2 separate regions of the Phocoena phocoena genome follow, and region 2 is linked to region 1. The links are chromatin contacts, called in public Hi-C maps. All regions are on one chromosome and are shown on one strand. Each heading gives the region's core, a stretch centred on a gene start, on an enhancer-like site or on the middle of the called end of the contact. The rest is flanking DNA. Distances are from core to core; before and after follow the strand shown. Region 1 holds the start of CBX7 (chromobox 7). Region 2 holds the start of CBX6 (chromobox 6).

Region 1 (6,596 bases), core at 2,064-4,563:
CCCTCCCCTCCCCCAACAACTCCCTGCTGGGAGGTGATTGGTTGGTGAGAAGGTTCCTGATTGGGCCTCAGCGGAGAGGCGGGGCAACTGGGAGAGGTCCTAGACCCAGCTCCCTGGCCCCGCAACTGGGAGATGGAGGAGGCACAGAAGTGATACCTGAAGATGGAGAGGCCCCGTTCAACTCTCAGCTCTGCCTCCACTTGCTGTGTGACCTAAGGCAAGCTGCTTACCTTCTCTGAGCCTGTTTCCTCATCTTTAGAGATAGGACCACAGCTGCCTCACAAGGCTGTACAGGAGCCTGCTCTGTAGACTGGAGAGTGCTGTCCAAAGGCGGGCTCTGTCCCTAGCTGTATGGCACTGAGGACTCGTGCCCCACTGGCTAGACTTGTCTTGCCCAACCACACAAACCCCCACCCGGCACTGCACTTGCTGCAGCTTGAGTGCCCCTCCACCTTGCAGGCAGCCATCTCTGAAGCCAAGATGATGGGCCTTCACCTCCTAGGTGCCGGGAAAGGCCAGAAGCAGGGGAGCAGAGGGTGCCACCAGAAGGTGGAGTGCAACTCTGAATGGGGCCCATGAGAAGAGAAGCTGGGGCCCACCTTCACCCTCATGTGCTCCAAGCCCCTCAGCTGGCAGAGGGGAAACTGAGGCCCAGAGAAGAGGATGATTAATCAAGGTCTGCTGGCCAATTACTAGAGCAGCTGGAGTGAAAAGTGAGGCAGGAGAAAGGGTAAAAGGTGGATGGAAGGATGTACAGGTAGGCAGACAGAAACACACAAAGAAGCCTTACTTTGGGGGCCATCCTTTCCACTTCACCAGATATTCGACTTTACCCTGGGAAGAAAGAGAGAAGAAGTAGACACAGTGAGATACACAGATGCCCCTACGACCACTTGCACGACAGTAAGGCCCAATCCCCTCTGCGGACAGAAGTCCCCCAACACATACACACTGTCAGGGACGCTCCCCACAAGATCCCCATCAACCAGAGATCCTCAAACTGACCTCCCCAGACGGTCCTCCCTACTAGAACACAGGAGTGCACTGGGCCCCAAACACCTCTGGGGTTCCTGTGGCAGAAGCTTGGAGCCCATGTCACGTGTGGGGAAACAGACCGTGTGGGGATGTGCGTGGCCAAAGATCCAGTGTCCCGGTGCTAACACCATAATTCTCTTTCCTTTTTCGATTAGAAGACTCTCCAAGTCCTAGAATACTCCTCCCTGGCATGTCCCACATGGCTCTAGCCCCATCAGCCCCCTCCCTGTGAGAGGCTGCCTCTGGGCCAGAGGTGACAGGCTAGTGACTCCAAGACTCAACTCACTCTCAAGTCAAAAGAACCTGGCAGGACCCCGGAGAAGGCTGACAAAGTCTCCACCTTGAGAAAGGGTGATCGCCCCTCCAGTAGTTAGAAAACAGAGGCAGATTCCTCCCTTCCTCAAAGGTGACAGGGGCCTTTAAAAGTTCCCAGTCCAACTCCATCTGATGGGTGATACCCCTCCACACTGGAACTTGAAGACCAAGATATGTCACCTCCTCAAAGAGGCCTGCCCTGGCCACCCTTCCCAACACCCTCCCTCCCGTCTTCCAGTAGTTCTCTTTCTGTGTGGCACACGGCCCCCTTGGAAAGCATCTATATTTATTTCCTCTTTCACTGTGTGTCTCCGCTGCCAAAATGGCAGCTCCACGAGGGAAGGAGCTCCCTCCCCGGGGCTTAGAATGGTGCCTGGTGCACAGAGATACTCAATAAATATATTTTGAATGAATGGCGAAAGGAATGATGCTTCGCACTCTCTGGCACTACCCCTCAGGCCCCATGTAGAAGGGAGTAATTACTGTACCTGCTGAGGCTACACTGCATGGAAAACATGGGGCTTTGAGGAACAAATTCAAATCGAGGAAACCCTGAGGGAAGGGAGGAGGAGGGGCAGCCCCAACTTGAAGACAGAGCTCAACCCCATTGGAGTTGGGGAAGAAAAGGTCATGGCCCACCTTGACTGTCACCCTTAGATGTCACCCAAGATGCTGGGACTGAGTTTTCTCTCTTGAAAGATGAGCTGGCAAACAGCCAACTGGAGCTCCTGCTCTACACCCATCTCTAACTTGCTGTGTGACCTTGACCAGGTCACTTCCCCAGCCAGGGCCTCAGTTTGTGCCTTCGTCAAATGGGAGGAGGTGAACTCTAAGACCCCTCCCAGCCCTGCCGCTAGAGCCTCCCATGGGGCTGCAGGGAGGAGATAAGGGAAAAGGATAGTGGTGAGTGCCGGGACAGGAACTTTCCCCAAAGCCTTCCATCTCCAACCTCCAGTCTGGGGCCAGACCACTTTGCAGACGTGTGCACAGGAAATGTGCACGGCCAAAGTCCAGGCCCGAGGCGCGGGGACAGAACCTAGCAGAACAGACGCCTCCTTAAATTGCAGGGTGTATGTTTTGGAGGCGAAGGCAAAGGGGGAGGAGCTTTGAGGATGCCCCAGCGCCGTAGGCGGCTCCACTGAGCCGGCCGGGCGGGGCTGGGAGGTGGGGAGGGGAAGACAGAGGGGTGTGCACTGGAAGTGGGGGAGAGACATGGAGGTGGGGATGTGGAGGGGATCGAAGTCCAGCAGTTAAACTTAAGAGGCGGGAGGACGCTTTTCCAAAGCTCCGCCTCCAACTTCAAAGGACTTGGCACCAAGAGTCCAGAGTCCTGAGTTCGAGACCCAGCTCCGACGCGAACACACTAGGCAAGCCGTTTCTTCAACTCGGGCCTCAGTCTCCCCATATTTAGAATGAGGGGAGGATGAGAAAGGATGGCGTTCAGGATCCCTACAGTCCGATCCTAACCTCTAGCTCTGGCGGACTCAGCTGCCCCCAGCATCCTGGGGCGACAACTTTTATTCTACTCTTTCTACAAGGTGGCGGGGGAAACTGAGGCACGGGCTGGGTATACGAGTCCGGCAGCGCGGGGCTGCCTGCCCACCCCCCACCCCCGCTCCACTTTCTCCCTCGCCTCCAGCGCGGAGGGGACAGTGCTGGGGACAGGAGGGGACTCCATAGGGGTCCTGGGAGCCGCCCCCGGGCAGCCTCACCTTCCGCACGCGCTTCTTCCGGATGCTCTCTACGGCGAACACCTGCTCGCCGATGGCTGACAGCTCCATGCGGGGCGGCGGGCGAGCGGGCCCGGGGCCGGGCCGGGCCGGGCCGGGGGCGGAGCTGCGGGGCCGCGGCTGCGGCGCGCGATGCTCGGGCCGGCGGGGTCCCAGTCACCCTCGCCCGGGCGCGCACGCGCACGCGCACGCGCGCACACCCCCTTGCGCTCCCTCACGCCGCCGACGTTCCATTTTTGAACCTGCGCAACGTTTTCCTCGGCGCGCGCGAGCCGGCGAGCGAGCGCGCGGGGCGGGGGCGGAGCGGGGGCTCGGCTCTTGCCGGGCAGGTCACGCCCCTCCTTAATAGGCTCCGCCCCCTCTTGGTCCCGCCCCCTCTGGAGCTCCGCCCCGCCTGGGCCGTCAGTAGCGCGCGGCTCTCGGGATCCGCTAGCACGCGGGACTTATTTGGCGCCGGCGCCGGTCGGGTGGGACGAGATCTTAATACACAGACGCGTTTCCTAAAGTCCTCCCGGTGACTCTGAGGGGCCGGAAACGGCATGGCCCCGGTTGGGCAGATGAGAACATGGGCAGAGCGGGGAGGCCATTTGCCTCACCTCCCACAAAGGATAGAGGGGTCGCGGCGCGGACCCTTGGGCGGCAGGAGGGCGGGGACGGCCAAGGTTTCCCAAGCTGTCTCAGTACAGTGGTCTCTCTAGATCCGGGCTCCGGAGCGACGTGGTTTGCCAGCCCTGAGCAGGCGCCTCCACGTATATCCTTCCGTCCGTCCGTCTGTAGCCGGTCGTGCTGAGACGCCCGAATCGCGCGGCCGCTGCCTCGAGGGCCCCGGCTAGGCAGTACTTGGCGGCAGGTGTGGCCGTGGCAGATCTAAGGTGCACAGCGGGACAGATTTCGCTGCCACGCAGCCCCAAGTCCCCAGTCACACGCGCTAGGCGCTCTGCATGTAGTAGGTGTTCGACTGTTTGTGGGATGAATGGATCTTGAGGTCCGGGACCATCTCATTTTCCCCGTTCACTCCAACCTCGTTCTGTCTTCTCTGCCGCGCCACCACTCATCCTCACTAGGAGGAACCCGAGTCATCCGTGCCCCTCCGGCTCCCACCGCCTGCCTGCGTGGACCCCAAGTCCTGCCTCTCTGACTTCCTCCCCTCTACACCCCTTGTCCTTTCTCTTGATCGCAGCAACAACCTTCTCACTGCCATCCCCTCTGAGACTGTGTCCACAGTGCCAGAGCCCGCTTTCTAAAATGCACATCTAACTGGGTCACCCTAGTGCTTAAAAACCTTCCACAGGTTCCTGTTCCCCTGTACGCCTCTGTCGGGCGTACAGGTGAAAAAAAAAAAAAAAAAGATAGATAGATTTACACTGACTTTTCATCAGGAGCAACGGAAGCCAGCCCGAAGGCAGTAGAATGATACATCCAAAGCCCTGAGAGAAATTTAGTGAAATTTTATTTCGAGATTTATGTACCCAGTGAAAATGTCTTTCCAGAACGAGGGGAAATAACACTTACAAATACAAAAACTAAGACTTTGACGCTAGCAGACCGTCCCTAAAGGAAATTCCAACGGAAGGACTAAAGGCAGGAGGCAGATGATCACAGACAGAGGTCTGATGCAATAGGGAATAAAGAACAATGAAGAACATTGATAATATAAAACAATAACAATGTCTTCTGGATAAAAATAGAATTAAAATACACAACAACAATGGCACAGAACTTGGGTGAGTGGATTAAAGTGTTCCAAGATCCTTCTATTCCTCAGGAGGAAAACGAAAACGGATATCAAATATACTTGGACTTTGATGAGTTAAGACTGCACGTTGCTATTACCAGGGTAAACAAAAAGAATGAAAATGCAATAATATTTAGCCAGATTATTAGAGGGGGGAAATAGAATGAGAACATCAATCCAATCAATCCTAAAGCAAGCAAGAATGGAGAGAAAAAGAAATACAAGACAGGTGGGACAAATAAATGACAGTTATAAATTCAAATGTACTATAATTCAATAAATGCAAGTGGACTAAATGTTGTAGTTAAAACAAGAAGATTATCAGACTGGATAAAAATCCACCTACATGCAATTTACAAGAGACATCCACAAGAGACACTTCCAAAACATGAGGATACTGAAAGGGTGAAAGTAAATGTACGGTAAAAAAAAAATATGTATCATTCAAAGGCTAACGAAAAGAAGGCTGGGGCAGGTATTTTAGTATCAGAAAAAAACATCACTAGAGATAAAGAAGGTTACTTCAAAATGAAAATGGTCCAACTGACCAGAAAGATAGAACAATTTCAAATTTGTATGTGAATACCATAGTCTTAAAATATAAGAAACATGAAGAAGAGAACTACACAGAGAAATAGACAAATCCACAATTATAAGGGGAGATTTAAAAACGCATCCCTCTGTAATTGGCAGAATAAGCAGAAATATATTCAATAAGGATAATAATAAGAAACTTGACTAGTGGACTTTTACAGAACACCATGGCTACATCTGCAGAATAGTCTCCTTTTCAAGGCATATGAAATATTTGCAAAAACAGTGAAACTCGAGAAATTTCTAAAGTCTGAAATCATATAGAGTACATTCTCTGACCATAGCACAAATAAGCCAGAGATTAATAACAAAAAGATAACTTCAAAAGCCCCATATGTTTGGAAGTTAAGAAGTGTGTTTCTAAATAAGAGATGGATCAAAAAAGAACTCATGATGGAAATAAGAAAATATTTTAACTGAATGAGAATGGAAATATTACATATTAAAAATTATAGGATACAGCTAAAGCACGACTTAAAGGGGAGTTTATGGCCTTCAATGCTTGTGTTAGAAAAGAGCAAAGGCTGAAAGTAATAAGTAAGCTCCCATCTCAAGAAGCTAGAAAAAGAACAGTACACCAAAGAAAACAAAAGGAAGGACAGAGTAAAGTTAAGAGCAGAAAATAATGAAAAGGATCAGCAAAAGCAGACATTATTTCTCTGAAAACACTAGTTGTATTGACAACCCTCTGGTGAAATTGATCAAGAAAGAAGAGAGAAGGCACAATTAATCAATAACCAGAATGAAAAGCTAAAGAGTATGCGGACACCGAAGAAAAGAAAAGATAAAGATAATTGTGAATAACTTGATTACAATAGCTTTCAAATTTTAATTCCTAGAAAAATATAATTTACCAGCATTAATTCAAGAGGAAACCTGAATGATCACCATCCCTGGTCATAGTACCACAGGATTTAACAACCAGGCACTGGGCATTCATAACAGGTGCCAACCCTAACACTGAACAGAGCCCAAGAGCCCCCTGGCTATGCAGGGATTCACTCTCTGATCTATTTGTCAGCAGATCTATTTGTTAGAAGGTCTGGGGAATCTGGGGCAGCCTTGGAGGGGTTGTTGCACTTAGGGGGTTGGGAGTGGTGGTACGTACCAACTGGTATGAAACGATTTCAGCACTTTAGCAGTCTGACGTTCCGTGGCACCAGTGAACATCAGACCTCTGCACAACC
Region 2 (6,547 bases), core at 3,661-6,160, 130 kb before region 1:
AGGACACTGCACGGAAAGAAGCCCCTGATCAACGCCCCCCCCGCCCCCAGCCGGGAGGATCCCAGCCCAGTGCTCCTCCATGGACTAATTTTTGGTGGCAGAAAGGCGAGGGCGACCCCTCCCACCTTCACCCCATACCCCAGCCCTCCGGACCTATTAGCAGATGCCCTGAGCTCCTTTTCTGCCTCTGAACAGGAGGCACCTCCAGCTCATCATCAGCTCTGGGACAGACCTTGGCCCCTCCTCCTCACTCCCAGCACCCCCCCGCCGCCACCACTTCCCCTCCTGGGTCTGATTCATCTGACTGCCCAGGGTCTGGCTCAGGGCCTGGGTCTGAGCAAATTGGTGCCAACAGACTCCGAAGCCAGCACCTAAAGCCTGGTTGGCATCCACCCCAGGTAGACATGGGTTTGGTGGGCATGGACTAAGAGGTGGGATCAGCCACTTCATATTCTGTGCCAAGATGGCCTGGGGACAGGATGGCTGAGCAGAAGTCTGTGGGGAGCAAGGGATACTGTCCCAGGCTCCTGGGCCCAGCTGTACACACTCCCAGGGGTGAAATCTATAAAGCCCCGCCAGGGCCCTGCAGCAGCTCACCTTCTGTCTCATGGAAGATGCGAGGGTGTGTGTGTGGGGTGTGTGTGTGTGTGTGTGTGTGTGTGTGTGTGTGTGGCAGGGCCCTCAGAGACTCCAGGTCTAGGGCAAGAGACTCACAAGGTTATGTAAGCCATCCTCCATGACCAGTCCTTCCTTCACTGAGAAAGTACCGATGAGTTACGTGCCAGCTGCTTAGGGCTACGACTGTGACCACACACGGCTTCTACCCCTAGGGGGCTGTGCTCCACGCAGGAGACAAGTGACAGGCAATTAGGGTGCAGGGTGATTCAATACAACAGAGAAGTACAGGGTCCAGAGGAGCACAGATTAGGTCCCAGTTGTGGAGAATGAAGCCTAAGTAGTAAAACCCTGGTCCTTCCTGAGCTGACTGTGCCCCAGGTAGCCTGCTGAAGGGGCCCTGCTGAGACAAATGGTGGAGGCAGAGAGAGCCCAGCGATGAGAGGATGGAGTGGCCAAGGGACTGAAAGCAACGGCTGGACAGAGTGTAGAGATGGAGGACCAGTCTGTGTTCTATACAGATACCCTGGTTCCTGGTGGGAAGAGGGACCATTAGGTGGTGACTGCCTCCAGCCAGGTGAGCTAGGGGTGGCTGAGAGGAAGAACACATTCCCATCGTCAGTCTTTGAGCTCCCCAAGAGTGGGATCTGTGGTTTAGGGTCTCTCCACCTCCCATCCCCACAGTGCTGGATGCTTGACCAGTACCTGGGAGGTAGCCTGTACACCTCTCAGACAAGACTAGACTGTATTTGACCACAACCCCCAGAAGAGGTGTTTGTGGACTTACATGCTGAATCAGCGAGGATGTCATTTAGAATGTAGGAGAGGCACACTTTACTGCCACATGGTCCTCCCAGCCCTGCTGGGGGTTTCCTGGGGTGGCTTAGTTAACCATCCCTCCAGCCACTAGGTGGCAGCACACGTGGGCCCGATCTACCCTGTGCCAGGGCTGCCAGCTCCTCCTGCCCCGAGCCAGTGGAGCCAGGGACTGGTTCCCTCACACCCCTTCCCAGACAAAGGCAGGGGAAAGCCAGCCTTCCCTTGGTATGGCAACAAGGGCTTTTTGCAGGTTCGTCCCCCATGGAGTTTAGGGGATTCCCCACTCTGATCCCCAGGGGTTGGTGGTTATTCTCTCTGCATGCTGTCTGAGCGGAACCTCTGTAAGTATGGTTCTGCCGGAGTCCAGCAGTGATGCATGGCCCCTGGGGACTGGCAAAGAGCGCAGGCAAGGCAAACACCAGATCCAGGATGAAACCCCGGCTTAGTGGGCCTCCTCTGACCACAGTGTATGTTACCTGGTTAGCACAATGCCTGGCACACAGCAAGCACTCGAAGAATACTAGACTATCCAAGGGGCGGGGCAGGTGCTTATGAGCAGTCATCTTTTCTAATGTATGGTTTCCAGCCTTTCTACAAAACTATTTCTTACTTTATAATGTCTAAACATTATTAGTATTTTTTAAAACGGGCTGGTTCACCCTTCCTCCTCCTCTCTTCTCCCCAGGTTGAGAATTCTTTGAAGGTGGGACCTGGGTCTGCCTGTGGATTAAAACTGGTACCACAGCCCAAGGCATTTATTGCACTCTGACTGTGTGACAGGCATGGCTCTGAGGGGTTGGCATGTACTATACATAGATAACGTGGAAGGTTAAAGACCTGGACTCTACCACTCACTCTCTGTGACCACGGGCACGTTATTTAACCTCTCTGGCCTCAGTTTTTCTATCTACAAAATGGGGATAATGCAACCTACCTCAGGGGCTCCTGTTCTCTTCAGAATAGTTCCCTGCGGAAAGTGAGTGCTATCTGAGTGTAATATGTTTACTATACACACTTGGCCTCTTGGTGACCCACAGAGCAATGGGTTCAGACCAAGCTGATCTCCATCACCCCTTGCAAATATCTCTCTCTCTCATGCTATCTGTTTTTAAGGTCCAGATCAAGGTTCTCTCATCTGCCTCAGCATCCCCTGCCCCACCAACTCTACAGCCTTCATAGTTTCCTTTTTGTGTGTGTATGTGTGTGTGTCCACCTTGCTCCCTTAACCTGACGTGCACTCTCTGAGGGACAGGGTTAAGAAAAGGAGACATGATGAAGCCAGGAAGCTGGGTGGCGGGAGCTCAGGTAAATCCCCTCCCCTCCCTGGGCCTTGATCTTCTCATCTGCAAAATAGGGATAATATTCCCTACTTCATGGGATTGTTGAGAGATTTAAAGGAGATAATCCATGTGGGGGTCAGCACTGTGTTAGGCCCATAGCCAGCTCAGGAGATACAGCTATTAAAAAAGAAAAGCATTTTGTGAATCAATGCTCATGGTCATTACTCACTTCCCCGCTAGAGGGCACTCCAGCTGCACTGAGACGCTGTCACACAGCCCACTGGCCCTCCAGCTGCTCTGCCCCATCCCTCCGAAGAAGCGTCAAGAGTTAAGGTTACTCCATAGATCCCCTAAGATGTGTGTAATTTGGCGACAAGGGTCACAGAAATATGTAATTCTGGAAACCATTATTTCTTTCACTTCTGCACAGTTCTTTTGGGGGGTGGGGAGCTGGAGAGCCCCCCCAAATTGGGCTTTGAGCCTTTAGGACAAATTGGAGATTCTGAGTTCTGCATTGTGCACAGCCTCTTTTCTGCAGAGTCCTGCCTGCCCTTCCCGTGCCAACTGCCACAAAGTCACAGGCTGTCGGGGTGGGAAGGGGCCCTGAGACAACCTTAGCACTAGTGGGGGGGGGGACTATGGTTGCCCACGGAGGCCCTCCTGCAGCCTTGCCTGCCACCTTGGGTCATCTCACCTTCCCTTCCCAGACTCTGTTCTTTCTCACTAAAAAAAATAAAATAAACACCAAAAAACCTCTAAGATGGCTTCCTCTGGAGCTAGGTCGCCCTCCCTTGCCGAGGCTAACGTGCCCTGCTTTTACTCTCCCACTCTCCATCCTCGTTAGAGCCTCCAGAGACAGCCAGAAGTGGGCAAAACTGAGAACCAGTGGCCCAGCCTGGGTGATAAAACTCAAAGTGAAGTGATTTAAGGTCAAATTCAAGTTAGATCCCTCTGTCAGGAGGGGAGGCATACAGAACAAATCCTGAGTGAGGGAAGCTGCGGGCAGGGAGGCAGGTGCCCCCCACCCAAAGCCTCTCCCTGTTCCCCACGATGAGGGAGACCAAATTCACCCTCCCCCGGGTTCTAATTCCAGGCAGAGCCCTACCAGCTCAAGGCTGGGGGAGATGAGGGCTCTCACGTGCAGAAGCCACCCCTCCCTGCCACCCCCTCAGATGGGCACCCCACCTGCCTCACCCATCCCCTTCCTGTTGGCCTCCCCAGACCCTGGTTTTGTCAGCGAGGATTATCCTTCCCCCTTGTCCCCATTCCCAGGCCCCTCTTGCTGAAGCTGGAGCTGGCCAGGGCCTGCTGCCAGGGGCTCTTCGGGGGCTCACAACCACCCCTTGCCCAGCTGGGGCCCCTCTGGAAAGACCCGCCCGCCTGGGCGGCCGCGGATCTGTCCCTCCCCTGCAGGCCCCGTGTTGCGCCCGGGCTGGGGGCCCGAGAGGGGCCTGCTGGGGCTGGGCCAGGTTACCTTCAGGAGGAAAGTTTTGGGTTTGGGTCCCCTCTTCTTGGGCCCATACAGCTCACGCTCCCTCTCCCTGCGGCCGAGAAACGCCAGAGGTTAAAAAGAGCCCCTTCCTGGGCCCCACTCCGCGCTGCCCTCCCCGGCTCTCCCGCTTCCCCGCGCGGCGCCCCAACCGAGCCTCAGCCCCGCCGCCCCTGCCAGCTTCCCAAACTCACTTCTGCTCGAAGGCTGCAATGAGCCGCGAGTCCAGGATGTTCTCCTCCGGCTCCCAAGTGCTGTACCTGCCGAGTTACGCATGCACAAAATAAAAAAGAAAACGAGGGAGCCAGAGACACATGCCAGGGAGCAAATGTGCGCACCCTCCAAGGGAAAAAAAAAGGCCCCGGTGTGCGCTGCCTCCCTTCCCCCCTCACCCCTGGATCCCGTGACACTCACTTGATGGCCCACCCCTTCCATTTCACCAGGTACTCGATGCGTCCCTGAAAAACAGAGAAGGAAAAAAGGGGGGAGTGGGGGTGGGGAAGATGCGGGGACGCGAGGAGGCGGCTGCGCGGGGGTGGGCGAGAAAGCCCGGGTTAGCGGGACCGCTTCGCCCCGATGGCCCGCGGATCTGGGGACCGGCTGCGGGGCTAGGCGTCCCGCCCTGGGAGGCGGCTAACCTTTCGGATCCGCCGTTTGATGATGGATTCGGCCGCGAAGACCCGCTCGCCCACTGCAGACAGCTCCATCTTGCTCAGCGGCACCCACAGCCCATAATACTCCCTGCTCCCGCGGCCGGTGCTGCACCGCTCGCGCACGCGCCACAGCGCCCAGGCTCGGCGGGCGGGAGCGCGGCGGGGCGCGCGCTCGCGTTCCAGCTGCGGGCCATCACGTGACCCTCTGGGCTGGCGCGCCGTTGCCAGGACCTTCTCCTCCCCCGGGGCGGTTGCTAGGGAAAGTGAGCGCACGCGGGGCGGGGGCGCGCGCTGGTTCTTAAAGGGGCCTAGCCTGGTTGGGGGAAGCGGGCCCGGAGGCCGGGAGGGAGATGCTTGGCCTGCGCGAAGCCGGGCTGGGGGCGGTGCAATCTTACAAACACTTTCTCATTCCCCTCTGCATCTTCTCGGCCCCCGCGAGCTGACAACTTCTCCCTCTGAATCCTGCCTTGCAAGTCTCTCCCGGCCCCGGGCGGGGAAGGGCAGTGGAGTCTCTGCAGCCGCTGCTCATCCTTCCAGCAGAAGTTTGCAAACAGTTAAATATGATACAGCAGAAATGCATTTGCTGTTGCCTGGCCAGGCCCTGCGGGAATTTCTTTAAAACATTGCCCCCCACCCCACCCCTTATCCATTATTTATGTATTCGTGGGAGTGTGGTTTTGTAACCAGTTCAGATGAATTAAAACAAAAACGCCACCGCAGGAAAGGGTGGGGGAGGCAGTGAATGGGGCCGAGGAAGGCCGGGGTGATCCTTTGCATCTGTTTTTCTGCCGGGGTCTTGGGCGGCACCTGCCCTCGCCCGGGAGGTCGGGTGAAGACGCAGCGAGGAAGATGTGGCCGTGGGGAGGTTCGGAAGAGAGAGGCCGCGGGGTGACAACGAACTCCCCACATACCAGATTGGGCCCGAAGCGGGTCATCCTTGGGTCATTCGGCAGAAGCCGCCCTCGCGGTCACGTCTGTATGTTTTCTAATTCCCAGGCCCCGTGCCGCGTCACCCTCCTGCCCCCTACAGTTCCTCTAATGGTTCCGCCATTGCTCACGGGGAGACCAGAGCCCAGCTTCCTATTTGGGGAGGGGCTGGGAGACCTAGGCTGTCTTGGAAGGGACGCAAAGTAGCCCTGCCACACAAAACGCTCCATTTCTTTTATTTTGTATTATTTAAACTTTATTTTTTTTTAAATCACACCAACAGTCCTGTACTTTGTAAATTTTTTTAAAAGTAGGAAAAAAAGCAACCGTCTGTAATCTCCATCAAACCGTTAACCTCTTCACGGATTTTCTTGCAGCCTCTGTCCTATGCCTATATAAACACACACATATATGCACATATATACACTGTATATAGATGATATAGATATATTTAAATTCTTTCTTTTTAGCAAAATGGGATCATATCACACTAGCTGGAATCCATTTGTCTCTCTTTATGAGATAAAGTGGACCGCTTTTGGTGTCACTAAGTACAGATTTCCCCAACATTTTAGTGGCTGTGGTGGGGTTGCGACGGAGGTGGAGAGAAACGGGAATGTGGTAAGGCTCGGGGGTGTCTCTTGCGCTCATTATTTATTTATTTATTGGAAAGGAGGAATTTTACATGTCTGTGGTGCAACACCAATTCTTGTGGTTTCAAGTCAAAATTTCTGCTTCTCACTCCTGCATGTCTGCTGATTTGT

What was found. A called contact is a pair of places that touch in the nucleus more often than the background predicts.
Region 2: a contact with region 1 is called in a Hi-C map of lung, with 9 times the contacts expected there. The contact joins the promoter of CBX6 here to the promoter of CBX7 in region 1. A contact is called at or near these places in 2 of 2 Hi-C or Micro-C datasets (kidney and lung).

The regions. Positions count from the first base shown.
Region 1 is chr11:9,392,201-9,398,796 of mPhoPho1.1, reverse strand. It overlaps CBX7 (chromobox 7), which reads right to left and starts at 3,313. Exons shown (of 6, transcript XM_065887709.1): 1 at 3,063-3,313; 2 at 791-834. The coding sequence starts at 3,131.
Region 2 is chr11:9,527,788-9,534,334 of mPhoPho1.1, reverse strand. It overlaps CBX6 (chromobox 6), which reads right to left and starts at 4,910. Exons shown (of 5, transcript XM_065887557.1): 1 at 4,842-4,910; 2 at 4,618-4,661; 3 at 4,398-4,463; 4 at 4,189-4,255. The coding sequence starts at 4,910.